Linked DNA regions of Mus musculus: region 1 is linked to region 2. Evidence: chromatin contacts called from public Hi-C data. All regions are on one chromosome and are shown on one strand. Each heading gives the region's core, a stretch centred on a gene start, on an enhancer-like site or on the middle of the called end of the contact. The rest is flanking DNA. Distances are from core to core; before and after follow the strand shown. Region 1 overlaps Apba2 (amyloid beta (A4) precursor protein-binding, family A, member 2). Region 2 overlaps Apba2 (amyloid beta (A4) precursor protein-binding, family A, member 2).

Region 1 (3,580 bases), core at 1,078-3,577, 220 kb after region 2:
CTCAGGACTGCATTGAGACCACGCCTGGGGCCCAGGAGGGAAAGAAGCAGTACAAGATGATCTGTCACGTGTTCGAGTCAGAGGATGTAAGTAGAGGCTAGGACGTGGGTGAAGGAACTGCCCCTCTCCCAGTAGCCAGCGAGTCACTCAACTCCACAGTCCACCCAATGGAGACCCCAGGAGAGGAACAAGTGTCTCAGTCCACACTTGCATCTCTGAACAGAGTGACCAGTTTTATTTCCCTTCCCCGACAGGTGCTTCCAGAGCTGTTAGATGCATAACTCCTGTCTTACCAAGGAAATCGTTCTACACAGTCTCTCACCCCTTAAATGAAGTTCATCTTTGCCTAAGTTTTCTGTTATTAAAATGCACATGCTTGCTTGCCAAGGTTGCATGGAAAGATGCACCTGTTCCGAGACTGGGTGGGCTCTGCCTTTGCTGTGTCATCTTGCCATATAACATTGTTATGATGTAAAAAGTTACAACATGGTTTTTCTTTTTCTTTTAATTTAAATATCATGGATCCACTAAGAGATCCTAGGGTTGTAGAAGCCTGTAATCATAGGTCCTCAGAAGCTGAGGTAGTGGGATCATGTCTGCCAGACAGAACTGCCAAGAGAAAGAGGAGGAGGAGGAGGAAGAGAAGGAGAGGAAGGAGGAAGAAAGGAAGGAAGGAAAGAAAGAATAAAGAAAATAAATATTTGTTTCTAATAACAGAAACAAAACTAGAGGTGACCTTTGGGGTGGGGTGGGGTGGGGTAGGGTGTGACACTCCAGCATCTTGATTGAGGCCCTTGAAGGCTGACCTTCCTCAAGCCTTCCTGAAAGACTGCAGTTGGGCTGTTATCTTTTCTCTGTTGACCTATTCCTTCTGTGAAGAGGCCATCCCAAGCTTTTGTCAATGGTGGCAATATTGTGACATCAGGAATCACCCAAGGGGCCAAGGCATGCTTGGTCACCGAAGGACTCACAAACGTCAGTGTAGGATCCATACATTTCACGATCTGAAACCCAGGAGGGAATCTTCATCTGAAAGCAAGGTTCAAAGCAGTGTGTGAGGACCGTGTTCCTTATTTTCTAAGGCATCAGTGGAAAGTGCTTTGGAGCAAGGGGTGTTTTATACAGACCAGTATTTCTGTATAGCCCTACCAGACGGTGCACAGTCTTACACTTCCCACCATTGCATGGAGATCTGTGGACAGACAGGCAGGCATGTTTTTATGGCTGGGAGTTTGGGGATGTCTCCGAGCGCCAGTGTGGTGAGTGTCGAGTGATAGGGAGAGCGAGCAAGAGTCATCAAGTAAGGCTCACGTGCAGACTGTGGAGGAGCCAAGCATGTGAGGAGCCCTGGTTCAGCTGGTGCAGACATCTTTGGGACTCAGTGAAGGTAGAACCCAAGTTACATAGACGTGAAGGAGTGAGAGAAAAGTGTTCCATCAATGTCAGGTACCCGGAGCAGCTGCTGAGAGAGAGGACATGATGGTAGCCTGTCCTGCTGTGTCCTGGGTAGCCCTCTGCAAGGCAGAACTCAGTGCTCTAGGGATAAAGGAAGAGTGGATGTTGCTATGGAGGTGACAGAGCCAGGAAGAGTAATGCTAGGCATGACCTCTTCCCACCTGCAGGAGGCCACCAGGCACCAAGGCTCCTGCACCTACCCCTCGGGCCATATGGGGTCTTTAGCAGCCTGTGCCCACAGGCCTGGCTGTGAGCTGGAACAGGCAAGAGACGCCTGTTGGATGGGCTGGCATTGTGCCTTAGCTAGTGAATTGGCTTTGAATTGGCTCCTGTTCTGGCAGGAGGGAACCAAGGACACAAGGGCAAGGGGCAGGGTGGGAAGGCAGTGGGGGGAGGGGAGATGTGGGGACAGTAAGGGCAGGTGGGAGACAGTAAGGGGAGGTAGGGACAAAAGGGGAAAGCAGAGACAGCAGGAAGTACAAACTCCATGGATTGTTCTTGAAGAGGGTGATCATTCTAATGTGTTAGCTGACTTAAGTCTCGGGGCATTTCCATAGGGAGAGGAGGAGGAGGCATAATATTGCAAGAAGAGGAGGTAGGAGGATGGGAGGTGGGAAGAACCCAGTCTGGAGCTTTCATGGTGAAGACGTCTGATGCAGTCATTCCGCCCTTCCCAGGTGGAGACACAGGGTTTGGAGGCTGGGGCACTGAGATATCAGTTAGGGCAGCCCCTCCAATCTGTGGTTCTTCTCTAAGACCTTCCCTCCTTTGTGGTTTCCAAAGTCACCACTTTGCAGGTTTACTACTGAGAGACCCTCAAATGCTGCTTTCCTTATCTGAGCCAACAGCGCCACCTAGTGGTTGATGGGCCACCACATCCACCCGCTGCTAGCATGCAGATGTGGGAACAGTGAGAGCATTGCGGCATCCTTTCTCTGAGCTGTTCAGGTCTGATTTGGGCAGGCAGTTCAACCTAGAATCAGTCCATATTTAAAGCAAGCCCTCTACCTCATGCTAAGATGTGATCCAGCCCAGCTTAATTTTAGATGAGCTTACTCATTTAAAAGCACCTAAATCACATATTGTGCAGAGGGAGAAAAGAATTGAAGCCAGCCCCTTTGTTCTCAAAACATACTGAACCAAGGTTTTCAGGGTTACCTGGCAGAGGCCCCTCAATGGCCGGTGTGTGGGAGGAGGGACATAAGGAGGACTTGGACTGGGTGGGGCTTACACAGCAGGGAGGTTGGGGCAAGGGAGGGGGATGTTGGTTTTCCTATGCACTGAGAGTTTCCACACCTTCCTGAGGCTGCACAGCTTGGAGCATGCTTGATGTGGTTAAGGAGATGTCCACCTTAGAGCCTGCCTCCCACTGTCCCATTTACACTGCAGGCAGGAAGGCCCTGCTATCTCTTATCAGTGTCCAGGCCTCCGTAGGCTTCTTTCTGCTGGCATAGAAAGAAGTAATGTCCCCAGTGGCGTGGAGTCTGCTCTGGGTCCCAGGTCCTGTAACCCTCAGCTTGCACACCGTCTCATATCATAGCAATGTAGTACACGCACTCGTCTCCTTATGTTTAGGTTTTGTACTTCTGGGGGGATAAAACAGACAGCTAACCATGTATGTGATACTTCTGGGGTTGGAGTGGGGCCTCAGTTCTGTTTTTTGGGTCTTTTTTTTTTTTTAGAATAAAATAGGTAAAAATAAGAATACATTACAGTTTCTAATTAAAGCAAGAAAGTCTGATATTTAGCAAGCACCATTTTCTGTGATTTTACAAAAACCTTGCTTTGTCCCAGTGTCTGGACATGAAGTAGCAGGGACAGCAGAGAGGCTCATCATGGTGGCCTGAGGCGGGGTGTAAGTGGCAGACAGCTTTCTGCCAGCCTAGAGCTCACAGTCACTCCCTCAGTCTTTTAAGTCCAAACGAGGACCCCTATGAAGGTTTATGGACCCCTAGTGGAGCCTGTGTCCGTGCTTTGGTCTAGCATGCCTTTCTTCCTTCCCACAGGCCCAGCTGATCGCCCAGTCCATTGGGCAGGCCTTCAGCGTGGCTTACCAGGAGTTCCTGAGGGCCAATGGCATCAACCCCGAAGACCTGAGCCAGAAGGAATATAGCGACATCATAAA
Region 2 (3,458 bases), core at 496-2,995:
CACTGCTCGGCTCTCAGGGCTTTCCTTACTAGGAAAGCCTAGGGATTGAGAGCTGCTAGCATGGGGACCCTGGGTGAGTCAGAGTTCCCTCCTTTGTCCTGGAGGCCTGTCAGAGGAAACAGTTCCTACAGGTCTTACCACTTCTCTGGAGTTTTGGCAAAATTAGATGGAGCCATATGAAGCTGTTATTTTTATATGTCAGACTGATCAAATATAGGTAATTTCCTATGCTTCAAGCTCATTTTTAGCATTCAAGCAGCTTTGGTAAGAGAACATTTTTATTTTTAAAAATGTTATTTTTAGTTATTACATGTATACAATTCAGTGCATTAGGGGGAAAAGATAAGAAAAAAAAAAAACGGGCTTGGAGCTCTTTCCTGCTGGGGCTGATTTCATTGCCTCCTTCCCCTGGGCTTGGGCACGCAGCCACCAGCACCCTGTGTCTCCATCTCTATGGGGGCTTCATCTGTGTTCACAGACCCTTCATTTTGCATCCTGTCCTCTAAGCTTGTGCTGTCACATTGAACTGGTTCCCAGGGTTGTAGAGAATGTTTTCCTGTTATAATTGATGTCTTTGTAGTTGTGCTCTGTCTGTCTGTCCATCTATCCTCCTGTCTGTCTCTCTCAATCTTTTCCTCCCTACTACCCCAGCCTCTTCCCCTTTTCCTTTCCCTTCCTTTTCTCTTCTTTCTCCTTCTTCTTCCTCTTTCTCGTCTTCTTTTAATACCCAGGAGTCTTTCTTGTGCTAGGCTTCCTGAAATAGCATCGCCGAGTCAAGCCGCCATGCTTCAGACCACCCTAGAAATGTTTTGTTGCCCATGACCTGTGGGAGAGGTGGGGCTTCCTTCCTGACTCGACCTGCCTGTATTGCATATTTGCTTCCCTTCTTCCTTCATTCTTCTCTTCCCTCTTTCTATCCCTTTTGGTGTATACACGTGTGCTTGTGTTTATGTGCACGTAGAGCACGTAGAGGTCAGAGGTCAAAGGTCAACTTTGGATGTTGTTCCTTAGGTACCATTCATTTTTTTTTTGGTCTGCTTTTCTTTCTTTTTCTTCTTTTTGGTTTTTCAAGACAGGGTCTCTCTCCATATTCATGGTTGTCCTGGAACTTGCTTGTAGACCAGGCTGGCCTCAAACTCAGAGATTCACGTGCCTCTGCCTCCTGAATGCTGGGATTAAAGGCATACACCACCACCTGTGTTATCTTGGTTTTCTTTTGGTCTGGAGCTTGCAGAGTAGGCTAGGCTGGCCGGCCAGAGAGCCTTACAGATTCTACTGTCTCTGCCTCCCCGACACTGGGATGACAAGCACTTGGCTACCACTTCTAAATATTGACGTGGTTTCTGGGGATAATCCTAGTGATTTCATGGTGAGCACTGCACTGACTGAGCTAGCCCTCTTCTCTCATTCACTCATGTTTGTTCCATACCCCCTCCTCATCTCTCTCATTGGAAGACCCCACTGAGAGGAACTAACACCTCACACCAGCTACCATTCATATGTTGCTCCATGGAACACAGCTCCAACTTGGCTGGTGCTGTCTGGAGGGGAAAGCAAGGACTTGTGGAGAAACTTCCCCTTGGGTGGTGTTCCAGGGAGCCATCATTGCCCCTGGATGCCCTTGATTAGACCCCTGGGCTCTTGTGCTTTTAAAGATGTATTTCATTTTCCCTGTCACTTGGTAATAGACAGAGCCACAGGGGGCATCTGGGTCAGATGGCTGGTAGGAGCCGTTGGAGCCCAGCTGGTGTCCAGAGCGGCTGGCAGCCCTGGGCATCGGAGGAAAAGCTGCCTGGTTCTGTTTCCCAGAGGATCTTTGTCCTCCTTTTGCAGAAGTGATGAATTCCTGGATCCGCTCTGCTGGGCTGGAAGCAAGAACTTTTAGATTTCCTCTGGTTGAGGAACTTAAAATGGAACAATTTACAGCAGTTCCTCCAAACTAGACTTTGTAGCCATTTTCTATGCATGGAAACACATTCCATGGGAACCCTCTGGTGATGAATTTTAAAGCTTTTCATTCCCAAACACTGTGACCTCTTACAGACCAGAGGGTGTGGGACTGGGGATGAGGTCCATGTATGGGGGCAGTGCCCCCTCACCCAGAAGGAGAGAGAGGTGCAGGTCCTTAGCTTCACTGGGTCACTGGGTTGTTTGAACACCCAGGGCAGGGGAGGTGTGTGTGTGTGTGTGTGTGTGTGTGTGTGTGTGTGTGTGTGCGTGGTTGTGATCATTCCTTTCAGCTCCATGCAAAAGCTCACAAAGACTGCAACAGAACTGACTCCCCACAAGCTCCATGCTTCTGCTGTCTGTGGGAGGTGGAGATTTTGTGTATTGTTTCATTATCTAACAACAAAGAGCTAATAATGAAGATAAATAGATGTGACACTCCTCTGTGTGAAAGCCTGCCTCCGACTGCAGTTACCCTCTATCTTTAGAGGAGACACAGAGAGCTGTTTTCTGGCATCAGAGCTGGAGGATGACAAGACCTTGGTCCTGAAGGGACAGGGACTTCCTAGACTCAGGCACCATTTGCCTTTCATTCTGTACAAGCAGTTTTTTTTCCCACTTACTTTTTTCTGGTTATGACACAAATATGCACTAATTATAAAAATTAAAAGTGTAGAAATAAATAACCAAGAAAAAGAAAGCCTTTCTCCTTCCTCCCTTTTAACCCCTGCTTAGGCAGATATTGTCAGCTTGGTATTTAATCCTCCCATTTTTTCTCTATGGGAATTTTTCAACCCAAGGTTTTTTTGTTGTTGTTTTTTGTTTTTTGTTTTTTCGAGACAGGGTTTCTCAGTATTACCCTGGCTGTCCTGGAACTCACTTTGTAGACCAGGCTGGCCTCGAACTCAGAAATCCACCTGCCTCTGCCTCCCAAGTGCTGGGATTAAAGATGTGCGCCACCACTGCCTGTCAACCCATGTTTTATATGAATATATATACTTATTATTTTTAATATTTTTCAACAAAATGAAATCAAATTATAGGTTGAGTATCCCTCTTCTGAATGCTTCAAAACCTGAAACTTTCGGAGCAATATGATGTTGCAAGTGGAAAATTCCAACTTTCTTCCTTATGTAAATCTCACATCACACACAAAAGTCTTTTAAATACCAAATAAAACTGTCTACAGATAGAGTATTTCTAGAGTTCATATAGTTTCATACGGAGCATGGCTTTTTCATTTAAACTTCGGTCATAACCACAAGATAAACCTCAGCAAATATTCCCAAATCTGAAACACTTGGAAAGCCACACCACTTCTGGGATGCCAAGCCTTTAGATGAGGGGTCTGTACCCCATTTAGAGACTGTGATGTCTCTGTAGATGCAGCCTCATCTGGAGCAATGTGTCTGGCATGTTGTCGCCCTTTGTCAGATGTGCAAGGAGCAAGATGGATTCCAGCACTTGTGCAAGAGATGGCCATGGGCTTACTGAACTCTAGAGCACTTGCT

Evidence for each region. A called contact is a pair of places that touch in the nucleus more often than the background predicts.
Region 1: a contact with region 2 is called in a Hi-C map of cerebral cortex, with 2.6 times the contacts expected there. The contact joins two enhancer-like sites. A contact is called at or near these places in 1 of 15 datasets of contacts at CTCF or cohesin (stem cell-derived epiblast-like cells), 15 of 484 Hi-C or Micro-C datasets (astrocytes, cerebellum, cerebral cortex and 9 more) and 2 of 115 datasets of contacts at active chromatin or transcription factors (embryonic stem cells and liver).

What each region holds. Positions count from the first base shown.
Region 1 is chr7:64,739,799-64,743,378 of GRCm38.p6, forward strand. Apba2 (amyloid beta (A4) precursor protein-binding, family A, member 2) reads left to right here. Exons shown (of 15, transcript NM_001291166.1): 10 at 1-86; 11 at 3,462-3,580. Among named protein-coding and RNA genes, the nearest start is that of Nsmce3, 130 kb to the right of the region's middle. Within about 2 kb of position 2,328, at least 18 of the 459 cell types and tissues checked have an H3K27ac peak or open chromatin away from gene starts, as enhancers often do. A contact at or near this core is called in cerebellum and cerebral cortex, where this site is marked.
Region 2 is chr7:64,520,141-64,523,598 of GRCm38.p6, forward strand. The region is part of intron 1 of Apba2 (amyloid beta (A4) precursor protein-binding, family A, member 2); the gene reads left to right. Among named protein-coding and RNA genes, the nearest start is that of Apba2, 20 kb to the left of the region's middle. Within about 2 kb of position 1,746, at least 16 of the 459 cell types and tissues checked have an H3K27ac peak or open chromatin away from gene starts, as enhancers often do. A contact at or near this core is called in cerebellum and cerebral cortex, where this site is marked.